Linked DNA regions of Arachis hypogaea: region 1 is linked to region 2. The links are chromatin contacts, called in public Hi-C maps. All regions are on one chromosome and are shown on one strand. The core of a region is the stretch at or near the end of the contact, and the rest is flanking DNA. Distances in the headings are between cores, read along the strand shown.

Region 1 (2,700 bases), core at 62-2,561, 52 kb after region 2:
AAGCTTGTGATCCTTTAAGGTTTGTAACACAATCCTCAAATGATACTCATGCTCTGTAGCACTTTTCGAATACACCAAGATATCATCGATGAAGACGATAACAAAGCAATCTAAGAAAGGTTTGAAGACTCGTTTTATTAAGTCCATGAAAGCTGCAGGCGCATTCGTCAGACCAAATGACATTACTAAGAACTCATAGTGCCCATAGCGAGTACGAAAAGCAGTTTTTGGAATGTCTTCCTCTTTTATCTTCAATTGATGGTACCCTGAATGCAGGTAGATTTTTGAGAAACAGGTAGCTCTTTGAAGTTGATCAAACAAATCATCATTCCTTGGCAATGGATACTTGTTGCGAACAGTTATCTTATTGAGCTGACGATAATCCACACATAGTCGCATCGTTCCATCTTTCTTCTTTACGAATAGAACAGGAGCTCCCCACGGAGAAGTGCTAGGACGAATGAATCCTTTTTCTAGCATATCTTCCAATTGAACTTTTAATTTTCGTAACTCAGTTGGAGCCATATGATAGGGAGGAATGGACACAGGTTGGACTCTCAGAGCTAATTTTATGGAAAATTCAACTTCGCGGTCAGGTGGCATCCCCGGTAGCTCATCAAGGAACATGTCAGGGAATTCTCTAACAATAGGAACCTGATCAGGACTAGGCACTTCAGCATCTACATCTCTAACAACTGCCAGAAATTCTTGGTTTCTCTTATCCATCAATTGCATAGCACTCATAGATGAGATGATTCTAGCTAAGCTGGGACAATCATCACCCCTTAAAAATAAAAGGTGAGATACCCGGTATGTCAAACTTCACAGTTTTGGTGTAACAGCCCACATCAACATGACAAGCTGCTAACCAATCCATGCCTAAGATGACATCAATATCTTCCATTGGTTCTAAAAGGATCAAATCAACTAAGGTTTCAACCGTATTAATTCTAACAATACAAGACCGAAACACGACTCGAACCACCATGGAGACTCCAAGTGGAGTGCCAACATGAAATGGGTGGGATAATAGTTCAGGTTGTTTATCGAAACAAGATGCAAGATGTGGAGATACATATGAATAATGAGAATCCGTATCAAATAACACTCGAGCATCTAAAGAACAAACTTGTAAAGTACCTGCCACCACAACATTAGAAGCTTGAGCATCTTTACACGTTAAAGCGTACACACGTGCCTGACCTCTTCCTCTTTTGCTCCCTCCTCTGTTATAAGTCTGACCCCTGCCACCTGCTCCTCTACCACTAGGACCAGAAGAATTTCCAATAGACATAGATGAAGATGATGGCATTGGTATTGTAAGACGTGCAATACCTGGAGCAAAGCCTCCTCTAGCATTTGGACAATCTCTCCTAAGATGACCAGATTGACCACAACCAAAACATGCTCCAGTAGCCTTAAAACTTATACCAGAATGGTAACTCCCACACTGATGGCAGTAGGGCTGAGCTGGTCTTGTCTGATTTGAACCCTATGCACTAGATTGAGGGGTGGCCTTAACAAAAGGTCTGGGACTCGAAACACTCATGGGAGCAGATCCAGAAGAAGCAACCCCACCAAAAGATGTTTGAGGACGAGCTCGATAACCCAAATAACCTTGCTGATTAGTCTGACCATGATGAAACTGAAATCCTCCTGAACTAGATCCACCAGAAAATTGTCCCTTCATCTTAGGCTTCTTACCAACATCCTTAAAAGCATTTCTCTCCGCTATCCCAGCTTCAATTCCATAAGTAGAGTTTAGGACATCCTTAAAAGACATGCGTCCGACTTCAGACATAAGAGTAGTGAACATAGGTTTTGCCAACCCACGAACGAACCGACGTACTTTCATCTCTTCTGAATTTACCAGGTATGGAGCACTCTTAGAAAGTCTATTAAACTCCTTAGCATACTCGGTCACAGTCATATTCTCTTGCCTTAATCTTTCAAAGGTAATTGCATCCTCTGCTTGCTTGTTAGCCAGATAAAACTAAGCGAGAAACTCTTCAATGAACTCTTCCTAGGAAGGAGGAGGTAATTCAGCTGCTTCTTGGCTCTCAAGAAGAGATTCACACTAATATCTTGCCGAACCACGCAAGTTGTAGGATACTAACTCAACAGCCCATTCCTTGGTACACTTGAGAGCTCAAATAGCTTTCTTTGCATCCTCTAGATATTGTTGTGGATCTTCATCCAATGAATCTCCATTGAAAGTGGACGAATCCAACTTCAAGTACTTCTCAATTGGCGGCTCTTGATTCCCAAAGAATTGATGAACCCTATGAGGCTGAGGATTTGGCGCATTAGGAAGTCTCGCTTCACCCCTATTTTGATTTGTTAGGACCTATAACACCGCATTAAGAGTTTGATTCATTCCCCTCAATTCAGCTGTCAAGTCTGCTTGAGCCACTCCTACTGCGGGGTTTTCTTGAACTCCCTCACGGAGTATCCTTTCTCCGCGTCTATCAGCTATTCTTTGGCTCCTTGGTCTTTGTCGAAGGGCTCCAAGTGGCAGAGAAACTGCCCTATTGGATTCAGCAGTATCAGGAGCATTAACAGCTCCACCACGTCTTTTCTTAGGTGGCATCTTTCACCTATTGAGTAAATAAAGTGATTGGATCATCAACGACATATGTATATGGAGTTCAAACACAATAGGATAGATAGAAAGAATTATGAGACAAAAAGATTGAGGAA
Region 2 (2,906 bases), core at 205-2,704:
AAGCATTGAAAATGATGTGAAATAAACAAAGTAGTAATCGACTTATATTTTTTCTAAAGTACCATTTCCAGGATAAATTATTTTTATCTAAAAAACCCTTTTAATTCAAATAAGTAATATGTTATCCTTTTACGAAAACAAAATTTTAAGAAATTATTTTTAAGAATTAATCCTTATATTTTTATATATATAATTATAAAATTAATTATTGTTTTTATTAAAAAACTTTATAAAAAGGATTAAAAAAACTTTTTTTCAAAATTCAATCCAACTCACTTTTATTCAATTATTCTGGCTAGTTATATTCTACAATTTCTTCCCCGGAATTGTAACCATTGTATTATTGAAGTTGGTTTACTTTTTTTATGTTTTTATGAGCAATTTTGTTTAAGATTATTTATAAACTCCTTCTTCTAAAAAGAGAAAAGTTTTATTTAATAGAGTTGTAAAATTATTGTCATTTTTATCATATTGTTCGTCAGTGTATTTACATATCTTATAATTAAATTTGTCAATTTTAATATATAATATTTTTTATTTTGAACACCTACAAATCAATAAAACTAATCCAAAACGATCTTGATAATTAGTAACAAGATTAAACGTCTCTCTACACAATTTGTCTCATAAATAATATTTTGTTGACCCACATCCTAAACTAAGAGATAATCTCTCCAAATAGCAAATAATTCCTCTTTAAGAATACTATTACTCTCGATCATTTTCAAACATCCCCTTTGTCAACACTCATTACAATCTCTAACAATACAAACAAAACGAACACTATCATCAGAAGCAGGATAACTGGCATCACAATTAATTTTAAAAATACCTATAAATAATAGAGTATATTCTAAGAACCACTTAAAATAGAGAAAGAGACATACGTTGTAATTCAAAAATACTCATAAATTCTTTGTTTAAAGTTAAAGTCAGACAAAATTAATATTATTATAAAAAAAATTCAAAGACTAACAAAATTTATTTTTTTATCAGCATTTTTAATTATTAGATTAATTCTTTTAGTATAATAATCTAATAACATAATTTTAACTCATATATTTAAATATTACTAATTAATTATTAATCAAAAATAATAAATTCTAATATCCATCTAATATTTTTTTTGTTATTATTATTATTTTCATTTTTGACCAAGTGGTTTGTTGGGTGAAAAAACTAGAAATCGCTTCGTACAATTCATTGTACTGATTGTTATATACTTATATGCATTTACAAGTGGATCGCAATGATGAACGAAGTATAATATGAACAGAACATTTTGACCTACCGTTCATACGTCATATATATGCATCAATAATTCAATATGAAGTAAAGTATGCTAACACGCTCTATATTTTACATGAAACACTAAATTAATGTTGAAGGTCAATGAGAAAACTTGTCCAACATAATGTTGCAGCTGCATGCGCTGCGTATTTGAAGGTTTGAAAAAACCAAATTGGATGTGATATATTATATACTTGCCTTGCTCCAAATGGTTATCTAAATTGTCCTACTTAGCTACCGCAGTTTTTTTTTTAAATTTTAGGGATAAGTATTGTTTTGGTCCTTAACGTTGAACGTCAGAATCGAAATCGTCCCTAACATAATTTTTTATTTAGAATCATCTTTAAAAAAATTTTTCGTGTTAAAATTGTCTTTTTTGATAAAATTTTTTATTTTATTACTAAACTACTTCTAATCTAATAAAAAAATTATAAAATTAAAAAAAAGGACACGAGAGAAAGGGGAGGGGAAAGGACGCGAGGGGTGGGGGGTGGAGGAAAAGGGGAGAAGGGGAAGGGGAGAGCCCTGGCATTCCAGTGCCGTCGTCGCCTTCACCGCGGGTCTCCACCGCCGCTTCTTGCCATCACTGCCACCTTTGGGTCCTTCGCCACCGAGCACGAGCAGCGAGAGAGGAGATCTGAGAAAGAGAGAGGGAGTGCCCGTGGAGGGGGGGGGGAAGCCGCTGCCATAGCCGCCGCCACCATCGCGACACCCACATCGTTGCTAGTCCGCCCACGAACCGCTGCCAGAACCGCAAACAGAGGAAGACGTCGCCGCCGTTCATGCATGCTTCTGCCGCCGTCGTGGAGTGCGTCGCCGGGAAGGGGAGCCCGACGCGAGGAGGGCGGCGCGTGACGGAGAGATAGGAATCTGAGGCTGAGCTGGGTTCCTACTACCGCCGATCTGCCCAGCCGCCGTCACTCCGTCGCCCACGAGTTGCCGGTGGTTCTGCTTCGGCTTCTGCATCTGCTTCTTCTTCTTGCTTCAGCTTCTACTCGTTGCTTTGGCCTTTGCTTTCTACTTTTGCTTGAGCTTCTGCTTGAGTTTCTGCTTCTTGTTGAATTTGTGCTTCTGCTTGTGTTGATTTGGCTTTGTGCTTAAGCTTCTGCATCTGTTTCTACTTCGGTTTCTACTTTATGCTTTCTGCTTCTGCTTGTGTTGATTTGGCTTTGTGTTTGAGCTTCTGCATCTGTTACTGCTTCGATTTCTGCTTTCTGCTTCTGTTTGTGTTGATTTAGTTGTTGAATTTGTGTTGATTTCATTGATGTTATTCTTGGTGGTGGAGGTGCTGGTAGTGGTGATGGTAGTGGTGCCGGTAGTGGTGGAGGGTATTTTTGTCTAAAAAAAATTAAAAAGACGATTTTAATACGAAAAAACGTTAAGGATGATTCTAAATAAAAAATTATATTGGGGACGATTTCAATTCTGACTCTCAATGTTATGGACTAAAACAATCCTTATCCCTAAATTTTACTTTAGTTTATTAAAGCATGCTTCCACTTATTAATTATTATTAGAATTTATACATCATCATGTTCCAGGTATATAGTCAGGTTTTAGGGGAGAAACAAAACAAAGGAATTTGAACATTTAACTAAATCTAAAAGACTAAAATG

The links. Hi-C and Micro-C count contacts between places; a contact is called where the count stands out from the background.
Region 1: a Hi-C map of an unstated tissue shows a contact between it and region 2, with 3 times the contacts expected there. The contact joins the promoter of LOC140182344 here to the enhancer-like site in region 2. A contact is called at or near these places in 5 of 8 Hi-C or Micro-C datasets (leaf and an unstated tissue).

The regions. Positions count from the first base shown.
Region 1 is chr19:127,353,773-127,356,472 of arahy.Tifrunner.gnm2.J5K5, forward strand. LOC140182344 reads right to left here and starts at 1,312. Exons shown (of 1, transcript XM_072228512.1): 1 at 779-1,312. The coding sequence starts at 1,312. The coding sequence ends at 779.
Region 2 is chr19:127,301,842-127,304,747 of arahy.Tifrunner.gnm2.J5K5, forward strand. No RefSeq gene overlaps it. Among protein-coding and RNA genes, the nearest start is that of LOC112779407, 3.9 kb to the left of the region's middle. Within about 2 kb of position 1,455, at least 1 of the 3 cell types and tissues checked has open chromatin away from gene starts, as enhancers often do.